Regions from separate parts of the Mus musculus genome. Here regions 1 and 3 are each linked to region 2. Evidence: chromatin contacts called from public HiChIP or PLAC-seq data. All regions are on one chromosome and are shown on one strand. Each heading gives the region's core, a stretch centred on a gene start, on an enhancer-like site or on the middle of the called end of the contact. The rest is flanking DNA. Distances are from core to core; before and after follow the strand shown.

Evidence for each region. HiChIP or PLAC-seq counts read pairs in DNA pulled down with a chosen protein or histone mark.
Region 1: a RAD21 HiChIP or PLAC-seq map of pro-B cells shows a contact between it and region 2, with 3 times the contacts expected there. The contact joins two enhancer-like sites. A contact is called at or near these places in 2 of 15 datasets of contacts at CTCF or cohesin (the NIH/3T3 cell line and pro-B cells), 9 of 484 Hi-C or Micro-C datasets (the AtT-20 cell line, ECoMG myeloid progenitors, the F1.1 cell line and 4 more) and 2 of 115 datasets of contacts at active chromatin or transcription factors (both in embryonic stem cells).
Region 3: a contact with region 2 is called in a RAD21 HiChIP or PLAC-seq map of pro-B cells, with 5 times the contacts expected there. The contact joins two enhancer-like sites. A contact is called at or near these places in 1 of 39 promoter capture datasets (the 3T3-L1 cell line), 2 of 15 datasets of contacts at CTCF or cohesin (large pre-B cells and pro-B cells), 6 of 484 Hi-C or Micro-C datasets (3T3-L1-derived adipocytes, the HL-1 cell line, embryonic fibroblasts and 2 more), 2 of 115 datasets of contacts at active chromatin or transcription factors (embryonic stem cells and kidney) and 1 of 9 other capture datasets (embryonic stem cells).

What each region holds. Positions count from the first base shown.
Region 1 is chr16:25,546,706-25,551,811 of GRCm38.p6, reverse strand. No RefSeq gene overlaps it. Among named protein-coding and RNA genes, the nearest start is that of Trp63, 130 kb to the left of the region's middle. Within about 2 kb of position 2,086, at least 4 of the 459 cell types and tissues checked have an H3K27ac peak or open chromatin away from gene starts, as enhancers often do. A contact at or near this core is called in pro-B cells, where this site is marked.
Region 2 is chr16:25,374,312-25,379,231 of GRCm38.p6, reverse strand. The region is part of intron 4 of Tprg (transformation related protein 63 regulated); the gene reads right to left. Among named protein-coding and RNA genes, the nearest start is that of Tprg, 90 kb to the right of the region's middle. Within about 2 kb of position 2,336, at least 33 of the 459 cell types and tissues checked have an H3K27ac peak or open chromatin away from gene starts, as enhancers often do. A contact at or near this core is called in pro-B cells, where this site is marked.
Region 3 is chr16:25,616,518-25,621,290 of GRCm38.p6, reverse strand. No RefSeq gene overlaps it. Among named protein-coding and RNA genes, the nearest start is that of Trp63, 65 kb to the left of the region's middle. Within about 2 kb of position 2,235, at least 2 of the 459 cell types and tissues checked have an H3K27ac peak or open chromatin away from gene starts, as enhancers often do. A contact at or near this core is called in pro-B cells, where this site is marked.

The DNA of each region.
Region 1 (5,106 bases), core at 837-3,336, 170 kb before region 2:
AATCAAAAGAAGCAGAAACAAATAGGAAAACATTACAGTAGAAACCAAAGAAATGCAGGAGATTCGAAGGGAATATTTAAAAACCTATACACCATTAAGCTGGAAATCCTAAAAGAAATGGACAAATTTGTAGATTCAGTCATACCACCAAGATTAAACCAAGAAAGCAATAACCTAAATAGATCTTGAAATATTGAAATGGTAAAAAAAAAAAAAAAAAAAAAATCCTCCCTCTCTTTGCAAAAAATATCCAGGTCCAGTTCAGTTCATAGCAGGATTCTACCAAACTTCTCAAGATGTTTTGTTTATTTATTTATTTTTTTCGAGACAGGGTTTCTCTCTATAGCCCTGGCTGTCCTGGCACTCACTTTGTAGACCAGGCTGGCCTAGAACTCAGAAATCTGCCTGCCTCTGCCTCCCAAGTGCTGGGATTAAAGGTGTGTGCCACCACTGCCCAGATCCTCATTCCTTTATATTTCCCAGTTTTAAAAATATAGTCTACTGGGGCTGGAGAGATGGCTCAGTGGTTAAGACCACTGACTACTCTTCCACAACCACATGATGGCTCGCAATCATCTGTAATGGGACTCCATGATGCTCTCTCCTCTTGTGTCTGAAGAGAGTGACAGTTTAGTCACATATAGAAAATAGATTTTACAAAATTAAAAAATATATGGTTTACTATTATAGTCACTTAGGAAAAAATTGTATTTGATTTATGTGTATAGAAATGCTTATTATATGATATTCAACCTAAAATACTATTAAATATGAGCTATAATCTTACTCCACAAAAATATAGCTTTACATATACATCCATCCATCCTGTGATTAAGAAAAGACAGGGGTAAATAGATTTAAAAATAAGGGCTGCATTCTAATTCTAGAAATGCAAATTGAGGTTTTTCTAAGAATTAAGCATTTATAGACATTATTCATCAGAAGGGTGACCACAGCAAATGTCACTCATGTCCACACTGCAGACTCATCAAAGATCTTTCCAGTCTCCTTTGCCACTCTTTTTCTCCACACTGCGGCTGGATCTCTGAGAGTCACTTTGTGGTCATAGAGGCCACCCGATCAATGGCCCTTCTTCAAAGCCCTTTCCCTGCTTCTGAAGTGGAGTTTGACATCTTTGACATGAGCCACTCAGTTCTCCACTTCTGACCCTGAGAGACATCTGAGTTCAACCATCTCTTTTTCTCTACGCAAGTCTCACATGTAGGTCAAATCCAACTTGCTGCTCGCAAGGACTTGACTCCTGCATCTTCTCCCTATGGGCCTGGCATGATATATATATTTTTACTTGTCAAGTGGCAAAATGTCTCAGATTTCCAACAGACAATCTCTTGACTTTGCTAAGGATGAGTAGTTTATTTGCTTCTTCTTATGACCTTCATATCACACTGGGATTTCAAACCAGTTACTGTTGTTTTTAGTAAATCTAAACTGAAATGACTTTCTTACAGAATTCAATAAAGGTGTCGTCTACCGCTTTGTGAAATGCTGTCCTTTCCAGCTTTGTCTTCTCACTACTGCATTTACTGCTGAAGAGCTTGCCCAGAGGAGCTGTGTAGCAGGAGCAGTAGACAAAATAATTCACAAAGACGTTAGTTTTTAAAGTCTAGTTGCTTTGATATCCTGATAGATAGACTATATAGAGAGAGCATGTGTGTGTGTGTGTGTGTGTGTGTGTGTGTGTGTTTGTGTGTGCGTGCATGCATGCTTGTGTATGCATGCACACGTGGAGGCCAAAGCTTGGGCACTGGACTTCACGAGCTCTCCATCTTGCCTTTTGTTTCTATTTGGGTTTTGTTTGTTTGGTCTCTTTCTTTGTTGACTGTTTTTTTGATTTTAAGACAGAGCCTCTTACTTGTCTGGATTAAATATGAAGATTGCCAAGTCAGCATTCTTGCCTCTGAAGCATATTTCCTAGGCCTGTGATTGTGATCAGGTATTTGACCTCCCAGAACTCTAATTTCTTCCTCTATAAATAACCAACGAACACACCCCATACCCGTGTCTGTGGATTCTTGTGTTCCTCGGTCCGTAGCAAGGCACACTACTTCCTTCCTTTAATCACACTGTTCCATCTATTTGGCCTGACCACATCCTTCCCAGGGAGCAAGAATATAAATCTCCTTGGTTGAAACATAGGCTTCTTTGGGCACAGTGGCAATGTCTCTGCTTGAAAAGCTGACCCTTGGGCTCTGGTTAAGCTAAACACTAGCCGAGTAAATGTTGAGTCCTCCCTATGTAAAACCTTGAGTCATAGGGGCCTGTGTTGGTGTCTGTGGCCTGTGTTACCACTGAAGATCATTTGGATGTCCACGGTTTGTGCTGCAGCCTCAAGTTATGTTGATGTATCTGGGCTGTGCTGCTTCTGGGGGGTCATATTGATATGGTTGACCTTCACTGCCACCTGGGACCATAGTGATGTCCAGGCCCATGCTGTCACCAAGAGCCATGTCTGGGTTCATGGTCCTATAGCACCTTGGGTCTGTGTTGACGTCCATACCTGAAGGCTACCTGAATGTCTTTGCCCTGTGCTCCAAGGACAGAGATGGTATCCACGGCTTGTGCAGCACCAGAAGATCTGGTTGATGTCCATGGTCTGTACTGCCATAGAAGACCATGTTGAGGTCAATGCCATGTTCATACTCCATACTGTCACCAAAAACAAGGTCATGATCCATGCTCCCATTTACTGTAAAGGAAGGTACTCTTGCCATGGTAATGACAACTTGCAGACTCACGACAGAGACAGAGACAGAGAGACAGAGAGAGACACACAGAGAGAGAATGTCCTGTGACAACCCCTACCCTGACCTGACCCCACAAAATAAAAGTCTAGACATAAAGCCATTGAAGAGAAGTCTTAAAAATTATGATAACAATGTTCAAGTGGAGCTCTCAAGAATTGATGGCTTCTCATGGAGGTGTGGGTGGGAAAGGACTCAGTTTTCCTTAAGCAGCAAGCCATTGGGAGTTTGATCTTGTTCCAGTGAATCAGAGCAGCACAAATGGGACCTTCTCCTCCTCATCCTCCTTGTCCTCCTTGTCCTCCTCCTCCTCCTCCTCCTCCTCCTCCTCCTCCTCCTCCTCCTCCTCTTCCTTCTTTTTGTTTTGTTTTTCTTCTTGTGGTGGGTGGTGGATTTGGAACTGGGAAGCAGACCTAGCAGAACAGGGATGTGAGGGAGCTCAGAGATCACAATGTGAAATTCCCAAACAGTTGATAAAATTATTATGGGAAAAAACCCTCCATCTCCTACATTCCCTAAAGCCTCAGGTCTAAAATGTAACCTCCAAACCTACTTCATAGCAGACTAAGCTGTTGGATTCCTGTTGAGTTAATATCAACACTTCCTTTTCCATCTGCCTGGTGCATCTTTGGTGAGTATACTTTTCGCTGAAATCTCTGAAAAGGAAAAGAAATGAATGATAGCAGTCATATTTGGGCACCAAATCTAACATGTCCTAAGCCATATCCAGAATGCACCACTTGCCAGCTCACTGGATCTGGGGGCAATACCTATAACAGTCATATCATTCAACTCATGGTACTTGTAATATACAGGGTCATAAATTAAATGACTTTGACTCTCTGTGCTTGATCCCATGTTTCAGGCAAAATGTTTTATGGCTAAATATCTGAATGTTTGCTTAATAAGATAATAAAATATAATATAATAAAACACACTGAGGATTCCATGCTTAGTAAAAATATTCCTGTTGTTCAGTAAGGAAGTAAAAATAAAGGAAGAATGCTGATATCTCCTCCGGGAAGACTTACTCTGTGAAATGTTCTAATTACACGCATTGAATGTTGATTCTTTGACCTTCAAGCAGCTCATTTTGGTGAATAAAGGAAAAGTAATCATGACCAGAGTTCCCCACCTTCACTCACAGCCCTTCCTTAATGGGCTACAAGAAGGGGAATGGAGTGTTCACATCTCCTCAAACCTTTCATTCTGAATTGTGTGTCTTTTGGATTCCCTGTGCAGGACTGAGGTCAAAGTCTGAAGAGCCGACTTAGCTAAGTGGAAAGTGTGGCACTATGGAGGGACTTGAGCAGTCACATGGCTTGGCTGATGTGGTGTGAAAGAAAGGCTCCAGGAGACCCAGCCGTCTAACATGCAGTATTCCATGCTTACTTTTCCATGGCCTTTCCCATCGTCCTGTCCTGAACTTTTAACTTTGAGCGTGATTCTTGGAGCACTGGCAAAGGAGTCATGCTCATGAAAGGGACACTTAACAAGGAACACTTAGCAAGAGCTGTGCAATCCCAGATAAACTACAGCGCTGGCTTCAATAATCTGAATGAAGAAAATGCTGGAAGGGTTCCTGTAGTGATATAGTTACAGAGCTGTCTCATAAGATTCCAATGTCACAGAGCAGTGGAATGCGGAAGGACACAGAAGTTGAGTTAAAAATGTCCTGAATATTATTCTTTGAACTTTAATACATACTGTTCACCCTAAGTTTGCTTATTTGATATGTGATCTCTCTTTCCTCAGTTACACACACACACACACACACACACACACATATACACATTCACACACATAAAACAAAAACAAACACACACACACACACACACACACACACACACACAAAAAAAAAAACAGGAAAGAACCTATTTGCTACTAGTCTTCCTAGCACACATTTCAAATTAGAAGCAATTGCTAACTGGCAGTTTCCAGAGAAATACACCTTTCTGGTAGAAACCCTGCCTGGTCAACAGTACTAGGCTAGTTCTTAGTGGACTATAGAGCTCCTGTGTATGTGGAAAATAGGATCAGCCATGAGTGAAAGACAAGAAGGAAGGAAAGGTCTTGGTGTCAGCAAAGGTCTCGGTGCTCCTTGTCACTCTTGATAACAGCTGCCTGAGCTCAGAGGTTTATGGAGCCTCAGGACATCATTGGCCTGCCTTTGAGCATGTTCCCAAGGCTTTGAGTCACATACCCATGATGGTTTTCCTTGCTCATTTGTGTTCTCTGCCCTCCTCAGCTCCAATAAAAGTGTTCTTCCCTGGTTCCTTTATCTACTTTCCTCCCAGGAGGATCACTCACATGTATACCCTCTGGCCATGCCAGTAACGCCATA
Region 2 (4,920 bases), core at 1,087-3,586:
ATGTATTCACGTGCTGTGCATGCTTTTTTTTTTTTTTTTTTTTTTTTTTTAAGAACGTGTTTGAACTTGGCTTCGCATAGTATTTCTATGCATGCTGCCTCATGTCTTAGTCAAGCTGTCAAGAACAAGGCTGATTCGGAGGAGTACAGCCAATAAGGAAAAGGCCCAGAATCTCCCCACAGGCCTTCTGTTCTTTTCTTCTTGGGGTAATAAAAAGACATACATACACACATACAACACCTTCATCCTAGCACATATTTGATAAATTACCTACTTATGGGCTATGACTGTAAGAGTCAACTATGACTTCAGTTTCCAACATACACTATTCACTAAATTTTCCAGTTATATTCTTGAGAAAATATAGTATTCTTTCTTCAAAGAAGAAATTAAAATAGTGATCAAAGCTAAGCAAAAATATTCTAGAAACTCTGTGCCCTGTCTTATGGTATGGATGCTAAGTGTTCTCAGGAGGGCCATGTGGTAAAAGCTTGGCCACAGCCTATAGCAGTTCTTGGACATACTAGAACTTTCTGGAGATGGACCCAATAAGGTGGAGTTAGATTACAGGGACACCACCTTGAACTTTGCCTCTCCTCTTTTTGCTTTCTGGTGACCATGACCTGAGCAGACTTCTTCATCAAACACTTCAGCCATGGCTGCCTCATCTCAGGCCTCAAGACATGACCAAGAGATGACATAAACTATAAAAACTGAGCTAAAAATAGATCTTTTCTTTTTTTATTTTAAGTTCATTTAAGTATTTTCCTGAGTGGACAGCCGGTTGAGACACCCTCAACACCTTGGGCCTGGTGAAGTCTGCGTGATACTATCAGGTTCCATGCCTCAATGAAGAACACCTTCTATATTTTACACATGAGAACCTCTAAAAAATAAAAAAAGATCAGTCTCACAAAGCTTAACTTCTATAAATATAGAACTGCCCACCCCAAGTCCACAGTGATGTTGATCTGGAAATGCATCCAGTTTAAAGACATATAATTACATTCTGGGGCATTTTTAAAGAAAAAAATCATTTCTGTGGCCAAACTTAGGAACTGTATCCCATATCCCAGAGGTTTCACTCCAATGGCTGTGAGTAGCCCTCTGTTTCCCAATAGCTACAGGCAAACTGTCAGTCTAGCTAAATTAGATAAGGAAGGACGCTCATTTCCTTGGACTTCAGACCAATGAAAACCTTTCAACTATAAGAATTTTTGCAAGAAAGGATTTGAAGTAGCAAGGCATCTGTATCTCAAAATAGGCTGTCATCAGGCCATTTTCAACATATATTTTTTTTCCTTCTGGCTTCTAGACAAACACAACACGATTTCCACATAGGAGTGGGCAGACAGCACCTTCGTCATAGTCTTTGTGCTGGTCAATGGAAAGACCTTGGGGGCAGCTTCCAATATGCCTGGGCACGTTCACAATTTTTGTGGCTTTTCTCAACAGTGTTTTCCAGTTAAGAACTGTGAACATTTCAACCACAAGCTAAGGGCCCCCCAATAAAGGTCTATGTCATGGAAGATGGGGTACACTGAACTTTAAGAAAGCCAACACTTAGGAAAGATAGCGATTTTTTTTTCTAGGCTAATCAGTGGGGAAAAGAAAGAGAGACGGAGACCAATTAGACAGCAAGGACTGAACAACCTATTCCGATCGTCTCCTCCATCCATCTTTGTGCAGGGACAATAGTAATAAGCCTGGGTTGAGAACTCGTGTCCCCAGTCTTCGTGTGACCCCCCCCCCCCCCCCCCAGAATGTGCTCTTTGTCACTGTCTACCAGGATAATCAGCTCAAGGAGGACTGAAATGAAGGAGAGAGTGAACATTTTTCAAATTCTGGATCTTTGGAGAATCCTTCCTGTAGCCTCCTCTGAGTGAGCCCCCTTCACTCCTTCTGTGCCACCTGGGTCACAAGTATCAGCATTTGCCACACGCCGTATACTTAATACTTCTCCAATCTCACCGTTTGCCCCGGAAAAACGAATACTTCACACATTGCTCCCCAGAGCTCAGCTCTGGCATGCTTGGCACACTGCAAGAACTGAATAGATACTGAATTAATGGGCTGACTCCTAACTCCATGGAGATAAGGAAGAGAAGGGGGAGGAGGGCGACTCTTAGAGAAGCTGACTTCCACTTCACTCAGGGAAAATCATGACAAGCAAAGTCTTCCCCAAGTCAATTCTGTTTTACCAGAAGTCCTCTGAGGCTGGACAACTAACAGTCCGGATGCCCGAAAAGGGAAGTCTGCTTTGAATGGTCACCAGTTTACTGATTCTGTGAGTATTCCATTCCAGGCCATTAGCCTCCTGGTTGATCTATGAGAAGAGTCTCTCGCGCCACCTTCCTGTAGGAGGCGGTACTGTCTCCCAGGTCTGTCAGCATCTGAGCTGGCTACTGAACTCCACTGAGCTCTGGCAGTAAATTTAAAGAGAGAACTTTGAGCAGGAGAGGTCTGCGGTTGGGAAATCATCTTAATCATCCACGATTGAGCGGATTTGATTAGAAGAGTGATCTCAGCAGTCAACATGAAACCTTACACAGACAGTAGGAGTCTCCGATGCATTCCCAGAAGAAAATCCCCGCAAATGAGATCTGAAAATCGGTCATATCCCCTTTTTCTTTTTTTTGAACTGTCACTTTATGGATTCGAAAGGAAATTCGTGTACAATCACAGAGCTAGTGCCTTGTAGAGTTGGCACAAAATTCAGCTGATTACAAGGCCAGAATTCATTTCGTTGCCCAATGCTGTGGAGCCCACTATAATATAACACTTAATTATACAGGTTTGGCAATACAAGCCAAAGCATATCCCAAACATAATAATAGATGCTTAAACTACATATGGGAAAAGCATGCTATAACTTGGTTAGCCTATGACGTGAAGACATTCTGAAGGGACTGTTTGCACTGTTTTCCCACCAAGGGCTGAGTTGTACTCTTGTACCAGGTGGGGAGGGTTAACTGTGCTGTAAACTGTAAAACACATGATCTCACCAAGAGTCCAAACCAAATTCAAGAGACTGCATATGAGCAAACCACTAGGCTTTCCAATAGAGTACCTGCTTACACTGACCAACATCCCTGAAATGCTGTTATTAATTTCCGTCTTTACTGATGAGAATTGGCTGACAAGAAATAAGAGTCAGTATGTGAAGCCACTTTGCTTTGTGATCCAAGCCTGAGTTTTCCTGAGTAGTCAGGGCCCCACAGTTGTTTATGTCTCTGTAACTGTAATTTTACCTAAGTTGCTTTGCCCTTCTGGGTCTTATATAGTCTCTATGGGTCCCTCTATCTCCAGAATTTTTCTGACACAAATATTATGATTGGGAGAAAAGGATTTATAGGTCAATAATGTAGAGAAGTAATGAAACAGTTTTCTTTGAGGCTGTAACCCCTGGTGGGTCAACCACAGTCCCCTGGAAAGTCACATTTCCAGGACTACATGGCAATGCAAATTGGACTTGATGGGTTTAAATTAATGAAGAGGAAACAAAGTTAGGTGAGTGGGAAAGGTCTGGGAGGAGTCGGGGGAGGGAGATGAATATGTTTTGTGAAATTCTCAAAGATCTAATAAAAATGGCAAAAAACAAACAAACAAACTAAATGCAAGCACAATGGCCAGGAGAGTCAGTTCCTTTCTGCTAGATTCCTGTAACAGCTTATAACAACTGAGGGACCTCAGTGAAGGAGCAAGATGGCCACTATGTTTTATGTGCATGTGGACGAGCTTCAGTTATATACCATTATGGGTACAGCTGCGGCTGCAGCAGCCATCACCCTAAATGGAGCCAGGAATCAGCAGTTCTGAAAGATGCACAGCCTCAACATAACAGGGCCATTTCAACTCTGTACCCTAGAGCCTAAGGCTGTGCCTCTCCTTTGATGCAACTCAGAGAACTCATGTGTAAAGAAAACAACCCATCTCTTTACAGAACTGTAAGTGTAGTGGGAAACACCCTACACAGCCTAGCAACAAAGAGACTCAAGATGTCCCAGTATTTACTGTTTAGATGGTTGTTTCATAACAAGTGTCCTCAATTTCTTTATAAAATTCAAAATTAGCTATCATTTGTCTCTGCCCTGTGCCTGCGTGCGTGCATGCATGCATGAATGTGTGTGTGTGTGTGTGTGTGTGTGTGTGTGTGTGTGTGTCCCACCAGGACAGAGGTAAGTGTGCAGAGAATCTTGCAGCTCTGCCCTTCTGCACTTTCCTTAACCACTGCTGGAGCACGTCTGCTGCCACCCAGCAGCTGCCGGGGTAACTACATGGACTTCAGATATGCTGCATTTTAATGTAACATTAAAGATTGACAGCAAGCGAGAGCAACTCAAGAGAACAAGAACCCAAGATTCTAGACTCTAGGACAGATTGCTAGAAAAGAGCCAGCTCTGCAGAAAACCACTTTCTCCTTTGAGCCCCCAAGTCTTTAGTGGCTGCTCTAATTGTGCTTCAGGCTCCTGTCTGTCCTGACACCATTGCCCTGATACTGGAGGCTAACAGCACTTTCAGAAGAAAAGCTTCATCTCTAATATTTCCTTGTTATCCAGAGGAACAGACTTTGACACAACGCAAAGCAGGTGTCCTCGCATTATACAGTGAGTGCCAAGTAAATTTAGGGTCTGCTCAGGCATTCCTCGGGAGGGGTGAGATCCATCCTGATGTGTACCGGAATCCCTAGGCAGCAACTTCCTAAGGAGGTATTTCTCATTTAAATATAACTTCTTGGCAACCAAATATTTATCTGGAAGAAATTGGGAGTGGTCTTGTCCAATCAGGCACCTGGGTTTAGTCCACTGCTCAAAAATAACAGGATTGTGGCATTTGGGGAACGCCTCCCCACAAAAGCTTGCCAAGAAATAGCTCCGAGATCCTACAGCATCCACCCATGCTTGTCAACACGCCTCCCTG
Region 3 (4,773 bases), core at 986-3,485, 240 kb before region 2:
AAAGCTTCTCAAGATCACTGATCCCTTTTGAGAGTTAAGAGCCCAATTTTGGTTAGCATCACAGATATGATCTTTCCTTTGCTTAACTCTGGGCACTTGCCTGCTGTTGAGCCAATGCATAGCTTTTAGCTCTGTGAGAATGTCCGTTTGAGTCATGCGCATTTTGTCCCCAACTAAAACTAACTGTGAAGCTTCATGAAGCTGCCTAGGATGTCAGCACTTTGTTTAGTGGCAAGTGATTTCTAATGGAGGTGGTCACTGTGCAACACAAAGATATTCATATTCATATTCATCTCCATATTGTTTGTCTCAGGCTTTCTTGAGCAGACATCAAGAACTGTTAACCAGGCCTCTATCTAGCCTCACATTTCAGCTCCTTGCCTCAAATTTTCTTCCACATGAAAGATGTCATAATGGTTTTTAGTCAGGTCCATACACTGAGAATCCTTCTCTTCTGATGTCTTCTAGGTTATCATTGACTAAAACATCATATATTTGGGGCTTGTACTTAAAAATCAAGTCATTCCTGTGATTCACCAAGATGAGTTGGTACAGTACCCAAGGGGGTCTCCCTTTTACCAGAGCAGAAGCAGGGAGAGGATTGGGGAGGGCCCATGTGTGGGGGAGACTAACAGGAAAGGTGGGTATGAGAATGTAACATGAATAAATAATAAATTATTGGAAAAAATCAAATCACTCCACTTATAATCCACTTGAGTGTTTAATTATATTTCAGATCTTTCTATTGTCATAGATGCAGCCAGAGGTGCGATGGATGGTGTGAGAGTTTGGGCTACATATTCATACAGTATGCCATTCCTGGCCCATGCTCAAGTCTGGCTTCCAAAGGCTACCATGTTCTCATTGTGTTCTCAGCCTCAAGTATCTCTTGCATCTCATAATGAACAACTAGCAAGGCTATGGGGTCCTTCTGACACTATTTCACAAGTATCTCAGAATATAGTAATAAATAATAATAATAGCAACAATGGTAATAATAGTCTTATAATTATAAGTAGTTCCAAAATCACAGCTTGAGTTGCTTGTTGAAGCACTTTTCTTTACTAATGACTCGTAGAATGTCAAGGTTGTATAACTTTATTAAGGTTGTATAACTTTCTCAAGTTGTGTACCTGTAGCCTTCTATATGTTTCATACTGTGTATCTCCCACATTATAGGGTCTATGTATCATTTGACATAAAAGGCAGGGCAGAGTAGATTAGGGCTAGACTGGATGTCAAACTTTCTTCTGTCCCAGGCCTAATTCAATACTGAGAGTGCTCTGTGTCACTTAATATGTAGACTATTTATTATTACTAAGTGTATTGTTAGTGCCTAAAAAACTCCACGAAGTGACTTACTTTCTCTTATGTGGGGGTACAAGAAATAAAGCAATTTGTTCATTTCCTTGAAAAGATTATCATAAGTTCAACCAATCACAAATGAAGAGCTCCTATATTTATGGCTCAGGGACCATGGTAGAATAGGAGGCAGAAAGATTTTAAGAGGCAGATTGCCAAAGTATGGTTTAAAAGAATACTTAAAAGCTGACCAACCCTTCATTGCTCTTAAACGTGGAATAATTTCCACTAAGGCTGGGCTATCTGACAGAAATAGTATGTCTGAGAGGTACGCTCATCATGACACTGCTGATCATCAAGAAATACTAATTGTATTCAGAATGTTCCCAAATGACTTCCTAACAGCAGACTGAACAATGTCTGAATCCCTCTACATTTCTTCGTACAAAAGGCCCTATGACACATAACACCCAACATGTAACTGAATCATCCATTCTCTCCTTGAGAAACTCATTAGTGGTATAACACCAAGAGAAAATTACCTAATTAATTCCTACAGTTGACAGTGTGTCATGATATCACAGGATTCTAGAGGAAGGACTGGGTATTTTACCAGGGAGATGAAGTTGGAACTTGTTATAAATGAAAATCAAGAGAGTAAGTAGAGGTCATCATGGAGGACAAATATCAAGAGAAGAGCCTAGAAATGAAGGGAATGGGATGCAATTTACTCCCTTAAAAGGCATCCTTTCTACTGTATGAGCCACGAGCTATCTCAGCTTACCATTTGTACTCTCTGCTGACTGCACGTTAGCATGTACCTAGACGTCAGATTTCAACTGATGAACCTCTCATCCCACTGACTGTATATAGTGTGATTCAAATGGAGCATTGAGGAAACACTTAGGCAATCAACCATGAAACCAAGTGGGTAAGCATCTGGTGCTTTCAAACTACTTCAGCCCCACAACAGAGACCAAAGGACTGCTGCAATCACTTGCTCTTTACACTAAAGTAGAGACTCTTGCATGGCATGAGCCTTGTATCTAGTACGTGTTACTCTGAATTGGAAAGTCTGGGTTGGGGTGGATACTGTGCAAAATGCTGGTGTTACTCCAGGCAACACATGTTTATAAGACACTGTTCTAAAGCACTGGTCATCAGGCAATATATAAGCATACATCTTACATCTTAGGTTTGTTTGCTTATTAATTAATTGATTGATTAGTTAATCAATTAATTTGGGTGTTTGTTTTAGGGCTTTATTTTTGTGTGTTTGGGGTGTTTGGTTGTTTTTGTTTCGTTTGTGTCTTTTGTTTTTGAGACTAGGTTTCTCCATGTACCCCTAGCTGTCCTGGATCTTATTCTGCAGACCAAGTTGGCTCCAAACTCTCCTGCTTCTGCTTTCCAAGTGCTGGAATTAAAAGCATGCAGCACCGGGTTCAGCAATTTAGTATAATTTTTAAATTAGTATTTAATTGGGATTCAGCTCAAGGAGACACCTCAAGTCCTGACACTATTACTGAGCCTATGATGTGCTCACAAAAAGGGGTCTTTCATGATTGTCCTCCTAAAAGACCCAACAAGCAGAAGCAAATATTTACACCCAACCAATGGATAGAAGCTGGGGACCTCTGTGATTGTATTACGGAAAAGCTAGAAGAAGCTGAGGAGAAGGGTGACCCAGTAGGAGAATCAGCAGTCTCAACTAACCTGGACCCCTGAGATCTCTCAGACACTGGGCTACCAACCAGGCAGCATACACTAGCTGATATAAGACCACCAACACATATACAGCAGAGGACAGCCAGGTCTGGACTTAGTCAGAGAAGATCCACCTAATCTTCAAGACACTGGAGGCCCAGGGAGTGGGGAGTTCTGGTGGGGTGGGCTATGGGGGTGGGGATATTCTCTTAGAGACAGGGATGGGGAGGAGGTTTGGGATGTGGAACAGTCAGAGAGAACTGGGAGGGGGATAAAATCTGGACTGTAAAAAAAGATTAAATAAAATTGATATAGCAGGGCAGTGGTGGCCCACTCCTTTAATCCCAGCACTTGGAGGCAGAGGCAGGCAGATTTCTGAGTTTGAGGCTATCCTGGTTTACAGAATGAATTACAAGAGAGCCAGGGCTAGACAGAGAAACCCTGTCTCCAAAAAAAAAAAAAAAACAGACAAAAAATTAACATATATACATTTTTGTAATTACAATAAAAGTTCCCTAGAATTAATTATAAAGTTAAAATATAAGGGTATATTTTAACTGAATTTCATTTAAAAATAAAATGTTATGTTAGTCTAAAAAAAAATTAAAGTAACTTAGATTGGGCATGATGTCACATACCTTTAATCCCAGCACTTGTGAGGCAAAGGCAGGTGGATATCAATGAGTTTGAGACCTACCTGGTCTATATAATGAGTTCCAAGACAGTGATGGGCTCTATAGATTGGCCAAGATAACAAGAACAATACTATTCATAGTAACTTGGATGATTGCTTGTTCAAGTAATAATTGCATCATAGTATGAATATTGACTATGACATTGTCATACTTGGTTGTCAGCTTGACTATATACATGCTATTAACCAAAGCCTACACTGCTGAGTATACCCGTGAAGGGTTTTTTGTTATTGGGAAGGCTTACCTTAAATCTGGCTCACAAGTTCTTGCTCTTTGCCTTCTCTCTCTCTCTCTCTCTCTCTCTCTCTCTCTCTCTCTCTCTCTTTCTCTCTCTCTCTCCCCCCCTCTCTCTCTCATTTATTCCTTCACTGGCATTAGAGTTTACTTCTTCTGGATTCCAATATATACTGAAGACTATCTGAAACACCCAACCTTATGGACCAAACAATGAGATTAGAATTTTGGACTTTCCATTGGGTGATAGCTATTTTTTTGAATAGTTTGACAGCTGTCTGTAAGCCATCATAATAAAGTACATTTTTATAATAGTCATCTTATCACTTCTGGTGTTTTTTAGTGAATTGTCTTGTACAATTGATATTAAAATAACAACTCAACAAATCACTTAAACGAGTCTAATAGACTTTAAAAGCAATAATAATATGACATATTATACACATCTTTTAAAAAATAAATAAGAAACCACTTTAACATTTAGAAATATTACATATTTTCTCCTCTCAATTATATATTCATTTCATTTCCTCAACACTATGTTATCTTATTGCATTGTATTTTTATGAGAGTCATTTTATATGATCACACACACCCTACATTTATCAATTAAGCATGCAAATATATTTGAGCTTATTTTCAACATACTCAAAAGCAATTCTTATAAAAACATTTTAACTGGTTAAAGTGCATTATTCTCTATAAACATTTTAAATTATTCCATTCTTGAAGAATTTTACAGCCTAGGAGCTTGTGTAACAGGAAATTGGCATAGAGATTCCCTTCTGATTTTATAGAGGAGACAATGCCACAGTATATTCAAAGAAGAATGTGTGGG